3 separate regions of the Hordeum vulgare genome follow, and regions 2 and 3 are each linked to region 1. The links are chromatin contacts, called in public Hi-C and HiChIP or PLAC-seq maps. All regions are on one chromosome and are shown on one strand. The core of a region is the stretch at or near the end of the contact, and the rest is flanking DNA. Distances in the headings are between cores, read along the strand shown.

Region 1 (4,070 bases), core at 604-3,103:
CCTAGGCCACATCGTGCAGCAGCTCGACAAACCGCCAATAAGCAAATATAAAACTGTTTCTTGCACAGTACATGGCGTTGCAAAATTAACAAAGCTTACGTAGAACAACGAAGCATGCTAATATGATCGATGTTCCAAATGCGGGAGCTAAATTCAGAAGCTGGTAAAATTTGGGCTAACATTTACTGCTGTCAGAAATTAAGCACCACATTGCATTGCAAGTATAGTAATACAAGAGAAGAACAAGTGGACACACCTAAATAAGATAGCATCAAGCACAGTAGATGTACCATTAGGTTGATACCAAGTACTAGTAGTAATTAAGAATGCAAACTGCAGTTCCACAACAGGTGATCTAACATTAGAATCATCCTATTGTTTTAGGCTTAACATAAGGCAAGGCATAACCATAGTAGCGAAACAAAAGACTAGAAAGACAACATGAAGAATTACTTAGCAAATGCATAGCCTTCTTATCGTCCGGTCATCGAGAATTCACTATCCCAGAGCTGAATGAAGATCTGCTGGTGCCAGCGCCTTATGAAATCTGTTGCAAGGCCAGTTGAGAATCCGGGGTGTTGATGGTGTAGCTGGAGAGGAAGTGGATGATGGTGTGAGGACGGTCGGCGACCAGGACAAACTTCTTGTCCTGCTTCACGAAATCTGTAGCCTCATAGATCCTCTCTATTTTGTTGTCCCTGATGTTGCACTTGCAGATATGAGCGGACGAACCCAAATGTTCAGTGTAGTACACACAGTCTGCCTCCGTTCCTGGGAACTTATCAACATCGACGGAGAAGCACCTGTGGTCACCGATGAAGATGGCAAATCTTCCTGTGGTCTTCACACGCCAGAGCTTGCCTGTGTCGGTGTCGAATTGGAGGGCAAAGAGAGAATGGGCTTCATGTGCATTCAAGAACTTCAAGACGATACCTATATCCCCATCCAAATCCACTAGGAAACACCGAATGGCGTACCCATGTCCAGGACGATCAACCGAGAAAACCTTGGTCGAAACCCGATAATTCAGAAACTTGCCTAAGCTAATCATCAGCTCACGAACTACGGATAATTCAGAAAGGCTTGCATAGGCACCACCCACGACCGCCTTCCGGAAGTAATCGAAAGCTGATTGCTGCTTATGCTTGTATCTGACGAACCTTTTACTGTGAGGAGCCGCTGAGTAGGCCTTGCGAGAAGAGTCGCAGAACACGGCGAGCCGGACCGAAGAGCCGTGGGGAAAAGTGAGATCAGCGACTCCCACATCGAGGGGCACGGGCGCCGCGAAACGGATCACGACGCCGGTGAGGGGGTTGAGGACGCGGGCGGCGTGACGAGCGCCTTTCTCCGCCAGGACGCAGTAGCCGCTGTGTGTGGCGGTCACGGCGTGGTAATCGCCGAGCTGCGGGAGAATCTTGCGGAGGAAGCGGCCGGTGACGGTGTTTACCAGGTGAATCTCTTGTCCTTCGCTCAGGAAGACCTCTTCGAGGACGATCCAGCAGCGCGGGCGGAAGCGGGGGTCGGAGGCGGCCCTCCTGGGGTCGGCGGTGGCGGCGCGCCAGCCGGAGCAGACGGCGCGGTAGTCCATGTACCAGTCGAGGTCGTTGGTGGCCAGGAGGGAGTCGGCGACGCGGCGGACGAGGTCGGGCGGCAGATCGGACCAGCCTGCGGGCGGAAGGAGCGGCGAGGTTTCCAGACAAATCGGGCCCTCCTTCTTCCTCTTCGCAGGCGGGGGAACAGGGTCGGCCATGGCAGGGGGAGGAGGAGGCGGTGAGAGGGGGGGAGGGAGGGAGGTGGGCCGTCTGGTGGTGTGTTTGGGGAGTGAGGCGCCGGCGGCGGCTGATTTGGGGAGGAATCCACACAGATTGGGGGCTCTGCCGCTGTGTATAGGCCTAGCTACTATGTGTGCTATTTGGGCTGCTGTAAAAGAGAGCGAGCGAGAGAGATCAAGGGAAATGACTAAATAACATAAAACTACTAGCGTAAAGATTATGATTTCAGAAAACTACCGAATTTTAACTTTTTTCAGAAAACTATCAAACGTCGTGGTTCGTTGTTTCAAAAACCTAAAATCTTTGTTGTTAAAAAATTAAACAGGTTTATGACAAGTCGGGTCCGCACCTAAACGATTTGTCTATTTGACCGTGTGTTTGGCTATTAACTCACTTGTAGGGCCTACATGTTAGTGTGTAGAAAAGCAATCAGGTCATCGGAAGTCTTGTGAAAAAGCAATCATGTCTTTAAAATATTTTTGCAAAAAACAATCAGGTCCCTCCTCGGCACCCCCGTGCTCGGACTCCGCGGCTGGGTCCTCCTCGCCGCGGCCGTGGCCGCGGTCGTCATCGCCGTCCTCGTGCTCACGGTCTGCTTCTGCCTCTGCCGACGCCGGCGATGTCCCCGCGTCGCCCTGAGCCTGCGACGATGAGCCACGCCCGCAGCGGCCGGATCTATGGAGCGTTGGTCGCCGCTCCTTCCACCAACGCATATTCTTCCCCAACGTGCCGCCAGCCTCCGCCTGCAGCCATGGCACCCGACGTGTCGTCCTCCATGGAGCCATGGCGCCATCGGCCAGAGGTGCTACCCCGCTGACATGGACGGTCTCTATGGAAGGGAGCTCCACGAAGGCGCCCACGATGGAAGGGAGCTCCACGATGGTGCCATGGTTGTTGGTCGTGACGGAAGGGACCTCCACGGCAGCGCCATGGTTGCTGGTTGCAACGAAAGGGAGCTCCATGCGCCGCCCCCGACGGAAGGGAGCTCCACAACAACACCATGGCTGCTGGTCATGACGAATGGGAGCTCCACGCGCCGCCCGTGATGGAAGGGATCTCCACGGCGGCGTCATGGCTGCTGGCCGACGACCGTCACGGCACCTGCTGGCGCACGGCCACGGGAGGGACCTGGTTGCTTTTTTCAAAAGTTTACACGGACTCGATTTCGTTTTTGAAAATTTGCGGGGACCTGATGTAAGTGCATCTAGTACCCCTTAGTGATTTTGGTGGTTTGAAGACTTATAGGTTAAGTATCTAATGTGTTCTCGAGTGTACACAGGATCTATAAGTCGCTGAGGGGTTTGAAATAATCGATGAATATCGACCCCTAAAAATGTATATCTTCGGTTGAAGAAATTGGTCTGAATCTGAAGAATTGAATCGCTAAGAATTTGCGTTGAAATTGATATTCCTCATGAAGATATTGAAATTGAAGAATTCGATGTGTCCTAAAGAAAATCAATCTGAAGACTTTGAAGCATGAAGATTCATCCTTTCTGTTTTATTTTCTTCACAGTTGAGTAATAGGAACACAGTACTGTTAAAGGGGGTCAAGGTAACACATTTGAATGAATTTCCTCATGATGCTCAACCCAAGCTTAATCCTACCAAAAGCCTCAAGTGAGGAATATGAGTGACATGAGGACTCTCACAGTTGAGCGTCCCGACTGTTATCGATAACCACACCACATCATTGGTCTTATCCACACCAACGATCATATTATTTAAGGACATTAATGTCAAATCATGTCGGGATGCTCCCAGACTATAAATAGCCGCCCCCACTACCATTAGCTGGTTGGCTGCTCCATTAGAAACTGACACTTGTCATAAGAGCAACCCAAATTCCTCAGAGTCTTTGAGAGTAATTCATCAGTGAGGAAATACCCCAAACACCAAACCACAAACCGAGAACCAAGTGATTGAGCATCACTGAAGAAGTTGTTCCTGTGTGGGACTAAAGCCTTTTACCTTTGAGGACTGTGCATCCTCCAAACGGTTAGGCGTCATGGTCTAGAGCAATCCAACAGTCAATTGTGGATCGTCAGGTGACCAAGTTTGTGAGGTTTTGGAAGTCTGCCCTGAAGACTGACCACGAGTGTTGGGCGAGGACTGTGTGTTCTTAGACCAAGGAGAATACGGTAGGGACTGTGTCCCGGGACTGTGTGTCCTTTGGTTTCAATACCAAGCCGCTCCAAACCAGATGTACAACTGTCACAACAGTTGGAACTGGGTCATCAACCACTGTCTTCACTGTGAAACGGGTTCTATTTCCTCAACTCTTTATATTCCTCAGAT
Region 2 (4,070 bases), core at 947-3,446, 180 kb after region 1:
TCTCGATCCTCTTCCCCTCCCCGTAGTGTGCAGTCCGACGCGCCGCCCTCTACAGCTTGGAGCCATGGCGCCACTGTCCAGAGGCGCTACGCCGCATTGCCGGGCCAACCCCGGTAGCCACCGCTCGTGAAGGTGGGTCACGACTGCGGGTGGCACGTGCGGCTAACTCCAGCAGGGGGCCTCCGTGGATGCGTTCCTCCATTGTGATGGAGCCGTTCATCCGCACCTTGCGCATACTGGACGTCGACAAGCAATGGAAGGGAGCTCCATGGTTGTGCCATGACTGCTGGCCGGCGAGCCCCTCACGGCGGCTGCTGGCCGGCGAGCATGACTGCGGGTGGACGGCCATGGGAGGGACTGATTGCTTTTTTCAAAAGATTATAGGGACCCGATTGCATTTTGAAACATTTATAGGGATCCAATAGCTTTTTTTTTTATGAGGAAGAGGCACCCACATGTGTGCTCCGCATGACATCTAAGGATCAAACAAACAGTCAAAGTGACGGTTCGCTTCATGTGTGGGCCAGACCTATCATAAACCGGTTTAATTTCTTAGCAAGGAGCGTTTTGAGTTTTTTGAAACAACCGACGCTAAAAATAATACTTATCAGTCACAAACAATTTTTCGTAGTTTTTGAAACTATAACGCAAAAAGTGATAGTCTCAAGTTATAGTTTTATGGTATCCACTCATTCTAGAACAGGCTAGTCTAGACTATCAAAAATGCTAGACATACAAAAAATTACATAAGGTTACACGCTGACTAGGATTCTTTCTTTCTAACTAACCACTCCTCCCTGATTTTTAAGGAGGTTGGGGCCTCCATCTCCATAATCTCCAATCAAAATCACCTGTTTGTAAAATCCATGTAAAGTTATGTATGTGTAGTATTGCTGCTAGACTATATATAAGTAAACAGAGCCTAGGAGCACCCCTGAATTTTGCAAGCAAAAATCAGCCAAATGAATCTAGTACCAACTTGGGCACCGGCTAATTGTGACCACATGGCCTAGCCTGGACCAGCCAATCCTTCTCCCTCTGGTCCGTCCTTTGTAACGTTCATTCAAGAATCAAGATGCGACACCAAGCAAGTCAAAACATGGACCAACTAGCCCAACAACCATCCCACCTATTTTCCGTTTCCAGATCCTCAAATGTTAGTACCACGAGCGTACAGTACGACCGACGCCCATAGAAAGCTATCAATCCGTGCTGAATCCGAGAATGACTTTTTTTTGTTTCAACCTCAGATGATCGAGCGAGAAGATAATGGAACTAGCACTAGAATTCCGAGGAAAACGGATCAACTTTGGATCGTGTCATCCATGGCAACGAGATGGTAGATGGATGGGTGGTGGGCTGACCTGGTGTTTTGGGAGAGGAGGGCGAGGGCGCCGAAGAGGAAGAACATGAGCAGCATGCCGCCGTGCTCGAGGTCGTTGAGGTGCGCCGGGTTGACCCCGCCGCCGGGCGCGAATATGCGGAGGTGGGTGGAGTAGAGCACCTCCACGCACATGTCCAGGAAGGCGCCCCCGGCGACGACGTAGAGCTCCAGGTGCCGCAGCGCCCCGCCACCGCCCACGGGGTTCCACACGCGGAGGCGGAACCTCGCCGGGTCCGTGGCGAACCGCGCCACCGCCGCCCACACGTGCCACGCGCCCACCGCCAGGAACAGCGTCCCCGGCAGCACGTGCCCCTTGAACGACCCCATCGATCTGCCGCCGGCGTTGACTTGTATCCCCCGCCGGCGCCCTTTGTTCCTAGCTCAGCAGCAGAAACCACGGGACTGCGGCGACCGCTCGATTAGTGGCGTGGTCCCTCGCTGGCCGAAGTGGAGACGGAAAGCAAATCCCGACGAGCGAACGAGGAGACGACCGGAGAAAACGCGAGACGAGGAGGCGGCGGCACGTACCTGGCGATGATTGGTCGATGATTGATGGGGCGCGGAGGAGAAGCGTAAAGCGACCAGATCTTTTTCCTGCTCGTGCTCGGGAAAGCGCCTTTTCCTTGCCTCCGGGGGATGGCGACGATGATGGCGATGTGCGGCGGCACGGGTAGCGGGAGCGGAGGGAAGGTGTGCAGGAGCGGAGGGAGGGAGAAGGAGAAGGAGAAGGTGAGGGCGTGAGGAAGGCGTTGGGGTTGGTGCGTGATGGATCGCTCTGCTCTGTTGTGCTCCTCTGTTCTATGGACTGCCAAGCGGTGCGGTGCGGCGCAGTCAATGCGGTGCGCCGCCTCGGGAGGGGAGGTCGGTCCTGTTCAAAACCTATACCTACATTACATACTCTTTCCTTCGTTTTTATTTATTTGGAATATTACGTTTGTTCAAAATTAAATTGTGTATATTTTCAGCGGGCTTGTACAAAGATATATTCACATATACACCACTAAATCAGTATCATTGTGGCCCGCAAAATCATTTCACATTATATAAACATGTTACTTTAAATGTTAATACGTATTGTTTTCTATAAAATTGATCAACCTTATAAAGTTCGACTTCGGTCAAAACAAATACTATACCGACTAAACAAAAACAAAGGGAGTATGAAGAAAACAGGGTTAATTACATTTGTGCCCTTAACCGAATCTTACTATTTAGATTTGTTCCTAATTTTCAAGTGTGTGTAAATTTGTCCCTCTACCGTTAAGTCCTCTTATAGAAACGATACCCGTGCATTGCAGCAGCGGAAATTTGGTGGTACGTAACTTTAGTATTCTTTGTTTCTTGACTCTAATACGATCGCAAAGTTGTTCAAGTACCAGGAACAACAAGTGAACATGTGACCACTCAAGAAGGGCCAACAACAGAGAATCAACACAAGACGGAATACCTGATGATATGCACACTCATGATGAGGGTGAAAGGCTATATCCAATATTTGTTGTAAGGAAGGAAGCAGCCCAAGGACAGAAATTCTAAGAAGGATGAAGATTATATTGCACCAACAGGAGGCATGCTTGATGAGGCAGGTGGAGGACATGGACATGGGGGGTACTCGGACTCATCAGACGAGAGTAGGCTAGATGTTTATATTATAATATATAATACAGATGATCCTTCTTTAGCAAAAAAGAACTATATTTTCCAGTGCTCTAGATTGTAGGAATGCACTTGCTACTTTCTCCACAGAGACTGAAAGTGAGTTTAAAATTGATAACATCGATAGTTCATTGTAGAAATAGCACATTATTTCAGGTACGTACTAACTTGAGTTACTAACAGTTAGCGTATTGTTTATTATAATTTTCACACTGATATGTTATCTGTTTCGCCATATATGTGTGATGTGTATGCCTCTGTAATGGTTTGCACAAAAGGAAAGGGTTGAGGTCAGCTAAGGGCAGGTAGGTTGCACATGCTGTCAGGAACTGGGTACAAGTGAATTCAAATACTGCTCCTACAGAATTGCATAAAAATCTACAGAAAAAGTATGGCTGGACCTATCATACATGCAGTGGCGGGGGATGAAACTTTCTTGAGGTCTGGCCAACTGTTAAGCCCAAAAGAAATTTGTGCACAAACAACATAAATAATATGAACCAACAGTGCACGATAATATTTTCATATAATCCTAAATAGAATAGCCCAGTACAATAACAATCCATACTTTTTAAATAGCAGAACGACTGAAAACATACTGATAAGTAAGCTTTAACGACGTGTAGAAAACCCAGGCAACGGTAGTGCCCTATCCTTCTCGTGAAAATCTTCCTTAATTTGAGCAAAGTCAAGACTTTTGAATATCCCTCGCTCAATGGAACACATCATCAAGTCATTAAACCAGTCATCGGACATCTTGCTGCGCAACTCGGTCTTGTTGATACATGAGCGTGTTCTGTGTCCACCAAATGGCCCTTGGCAGTATGTAAGGTAAGTGGTCTGACTCTTTCTAGTTATTATACACTTTCAAGTCTCAAGTGGAGAAAACATCTCCATTCTCCAAGTAGTGTTGTGAACATTGACAAGCACTCAGTAGAATATAAAATAAATGGAAAAAGTAGGCATAAAGAGTGCCTCAGGAGAGGGTTTGTCCCTTTCAAAGCATGTTGGAAGTTTTCTTTGATGGACG
Region 3 (4,070 bases), core at 425-2,924, 130 kb after region 1:
TGCAACCGTGTAACGCAGCTTCATGTTTGAATGAACAACTTTGTGTGGCCTATAATGCGTAACAGAATATTCATCCAACCACATCTTCAGTTCAAAGAATGTTTCGAACTTTGACCCCGGCAAAATAATATTCTTCCCATGTGTGTCCCGATGAGAAGGTGGCCTAACTCCAAACAATATGCATTCGCCTCTGTCAACCACGGCGTCACCCGCAAGGCTAAGATCCTCGAACAATGGTGTCCGGTGATCACGCTTTGATACCTTCGTGAAAGCTTCAGCCTCCTTTGTCGTGAACCCTTCCTCATCAACTTCTTCGACGGGACCCTCATCGTCAGACTCAGATGCATAGCCACGTGAGTACGAAATAGAATGGTCCATTGTCTCTTGCAAATTATATTTGTCCAAATCACCAAGATTGTTGTCATGAAGAACATTACCATCATTCTCATCATCATCGTGCTCATCATTAGCCTCTACCAATGGTTCATGTTCGACACAAGAAAGAGGTTCAATGTTGGCCTCTTCGTTGATGGGTGGAGGAATAGCTTCAACAATCGGAGAGGCAACCCGGTTCAAATCCAAGTGCAAGTTAGGACCATTTGTTTTGATGGCAAATAACTCTAGAGCCTTGTCTAGTGATTCGGCCACTGTATACTTGTATGCAAGCCAACGTTGCTCGGAGTTGACACGCATGGTCTTCCAACGAATGTGCATTCCGAATCCCACATTATGCCTACCATCAAACTCAACTACATCACTAGGGTCCATCCAATTCAAATCTTTTCGGGCTTGTTCCAACAATTCACCATAGCTAGGACACAAATCGAACACCATGTCAAGCTCATCCGGGTCCGGATCAATATTGCCTTTTAAAAAGGCATCCTTGTCCACGTGATGAATATGAACACATGTTCTTCCCATCCCTAAACAACAAAACATAGAACATTTTTATAAGCAATCATACAACTACAATATCTACTTACTAACTTCCAAACATCCATAACACTAACCCCATCATAACCCTAACACAACCATACATCCCTAACCCTAGCCTAACCATAGCCTAACCCTAGCCTAACCCTAAAACAACCATAATGCAAACATCCAAACAATCCTAATCCTAACCCCATCATACCCCTTATCCTAACATACAAACAAATACAATAATATCATATACATCCCACATTTCATGAAAAACTATGGTTTCCTCAAATTTGCAAAAAAATGACCACAAGAGATTTTTGTTTGGATGAGAATGAGGGGAGAGGTGGGGATTACCTCAGGGGAGTGATTGGACAACAAATGCCCGGTCCAAACCTTCACATTTGATGATTTGAAGAAGGATTTGAAGAGGGGCCCGTGGCTGGGAGAGGGGGATGGGGGAGGGGAATGAGGAGGGGGTGGGGAGGGGGGCTGGCCCGTGGCTGTATAAGTCAATGTGTGGCGCCTAAGCGTTCGGCGCCAAACATTACAATGTGTGACGCCTGAAGCTTAGGCGTCACACGGCCTGGGGGTGGGCCCTCTCTGCCAGGTGGTCGGGGCGTGTGGCGCCGAACGGCTAGGCATCACACGGTGTAGTGCGGCGCCTAAGTGTCAGGCGCCACAAAAAAGAATCGGGGAGGTCAAATCTTTCCCCCCGAGGGTTCATTCTGTGAGTTCTTTTCACCACGGGTCATTTTTGTCAATTTTGACTGGACGGGACGGGGCGTGCTCCTGCTGCTGGCGTGTGTCAGTTCACGAGCGTGCTCTGCTGCTCCCCCCTCCCTGCGCTCCAAACTTCCATCTGCTCGGCTTCTCCCCTTCCACCTCCTCTGCCGTTCTGGTTGCGTTCCTCTCCGCTAGATCTGGTAACCAAATCCTGCTCAAGTTGGTCGTTTCTTGATTAGATTGTGTGTGCTTTTCAGTTTCCCTTACAACTCTGTATCTTGTGTTTTCACAGCGAGGATCACAGCATTGGATTTGCTGACCGACGAGAAGGGCTGGGCTCATGTCGCGAGAACTGGAACGTGCGGCAATGGCGGCCCGTGAGGTTCCGACGCCCTTGTCCTCCGCTGTTCTTCTTCCGCCGGCCAAAAGGATGAAGCGAGATCCGAGTTGTTCGGAACCCTCGCCCGCCGGCTGGTCCACGCTCCCGGATGACCTCGTCCGCCGCATCGCCGACTCCTTCCTCGTCAACAACGACCTGGACTACTACATGTCCGTCCGCGGCGTCTGCCCCAGCTGGCGCGCCGCCACTGACGACCCCAGCAGCGACACCCGGGACCCCCGCTTCCATCCGCGCGGGTGGGTCGTCCTGGACGAGGACTTCCAGGGCGACGGCAGGCGGGTGTTGCTCAACACCCTCACCGGCCGCTTCCTCCGCAAGAAGCTGCCGGTGCTGCTGGATTACTACGTCATGGGCACCAGTGGCGGCTTCTTCGTTCTGGCAGACAAGAGTCCTCCTCACACCGCTCATGTCTTGAATCCTCTCACCTGCTGCATGGTCCGTTTCGCGGCGCCCGTGCCCCACATGGTGGTGCTCTCTGAAGTTGACTCCTCGCTGGGGCTCGCCCTGTTCTGCGACTCATCTCGTAGGATTTACAGGGCCGCGCCTGACAGTGAAAGTTTCGTCGCCGTCAAGACCAAGTCCAAAAAGGCAGCGGTTTACGATTGCTTCCGCAAGGCGGCCGTAGGTGGTGTCTATGCAGAAATCAGTGGCTTGAAATCAACCATATTAGCTGAGATGATTGCATTTTTACCCATGTTTATGCGGATAGGAGCACAGATGCAAAATAGAGGATTGGAGAACATCAATTTTTCCGACGATCCTCATACAGATGTGAAGGATATCCAGAGTTCCCTGGTGGTTTTATCTGGACAGATGTTGCTCGTCTCGGGTGCACCCGTTCCGTTTGTTTCCCAAGTGGACATGGATGCAGCTACGTTGCATCCTTTGAGGAGCATCGGCAGATTTGCCATCTTCATCAGTAATCGGAGGTGCCTAGCTGTGGACACTGACATGTTCCGGTCGATTGAGGCAAACTGTGTCTACTTCATTCAGCTTCTGGGTTCGTCTGCTTATATCTGCAAGTCCAACATCGAGGACAGGAAAGTACAGAGGATCTCTGAGAATCCAGATTTCGTGAAGCAGGGCAAGCGGTTTGTCCTCATCGCTTGCCGTCCTGTGACGGTCATCCAGCTTCTATCGAGCTACACAATCAATATCCCGGATTCTCAGCTGGCATGGCAACAGATGCTATAAGGCGCCCGGCAGATCTTCATTCAGCCCCTGGGATAGTGATCTTGATGGCTAACCGACAAGGCTATGCTTTTGCGAAGTAACTGCTCCTGTCTTTTATTGTTTTGTTATTTTGGACATGCCTTGCCTTGTCACGGTTAAGAAACAGGTTGATTGAAGGTTAGATCACCTGTAGTGGAACTACTGTTTGCTGTCTTAATTAGTAGGTACTTGGTATCAACCTAATGCTACACCTACTGTGCTTGATGCTATCTTTTGTCCATGTGTCCACTTCTTATCTTTTAGTATTATTATTACTTCCTAGCAATGCAATATGGTGCTTAATTTCTGGCTGTAGTAAATGTTTGTCCAAATTTTGACAGCTTCTGAATTAGTGAATCTAGCTCCTGCAATTGGACCATTGATCATATTAGCAGCCTCCCTGTTCTCTGTAAGCTTTGTTAATTTTGCAATACCATGTTCTAGGCAAGAAGTGGTTTGTAGAGTTGCTGTATGATGCGGCGTTTGATCTATTTTCTGAATACTCCCATGCATCTATGATTTAGCCTCTTGAACTAGTTGCATTTGTAGTATGTTCCTTGTGTTTCTGGGCATTACTGTATAAATACATAAAGAACTGAAGATGTGCTTTGCGACTTATCATTGCTGCAAAGAACTTAAGATGTTCCCAGCTTATAAGTATTTGTGACATCGATGCCTCCTTTTCGAAAAAAAAAAGTATTTGTGACATGGTTAGCAGTTGCTGTCTCTAAGGCCTTGTTCGGTTGCAACAGATTTGAAGGGGATTGGAGTGGATTGGGGAGGATCAAATCCCCTGTAAGCCAAATTCCAC

Evidence for each region. Hi-C and Micro-C count contacts between places; a contact is called where the count stands out from the background. HiChIP or PLAC-seq counts read pairs in DNA pulled down with a chosen protein or histone mark.
Region 2: a Hi-C map of leaf shows a contact between it and region 1, with 4 times the contacts expected there. The contact joins the promoter of LOC123445385 here to the promoter of LOC123445386 in region 1. A contact is called at or near these places in 2 of 6 Hi-C or Micro-C datasets (leaf and seedling) and 1 of 1 datasets of contacts at active chromatin or transcription factors (embryo).
Region 3: an H3K4me3 HiChIP or PLAC-seq map of embryo shows a contact between it and region 1, with 3 times the contacts expected there. The contact joins the promoter of LOC123440825 here to the promoter of LOC123445386 in region 1. A contact is called at or near these places in 2 of 6 Hi-C or Micro-C datasets (leaf and seedling) and 1 of 1 datasets of contacts at active chromatin or transcription factors (embryo).

Annotation. Positions count from the first base shown.
Region 1 is chr3H:586,884,864-586,888,933 of MorexV3_pseudomolecules_assembly, reverse strand. LOC123445386 reads right to left here and starts at 1,853. Exons shown (of 1, transcript XM_045122361.1): 1 at 262-1,853. The coding sequence starts at 1,750. The coding sequence ends at 539.
Region 2 is chr3H:586,705,155-586,709,224 of MorexV3_pseudomolecules_assembly, reverse strand. LOC123445385 (transmembrane protein 45A) reads right to left here and starts at 2,196. Exons shown (of 3, transcript XM_045122360.1): 1 at 1,913-2,196; 2 at 1,365-1,786. The coding sequence starts at 1,711.
Region 3 is chr3H:586,752,350-586,756,419 of MorexV3_pseudomolecules_assembly, reverse strand. It overlaps LOC123440825, which reads left to right and starts at 1,674. Exons shown (of 2, transcript XM_045117374.1): 1 at 1,674-1,847; 2 at 1,940-3,489. The coding sequence starts at 1,988. The coding sequence ends at 3,241.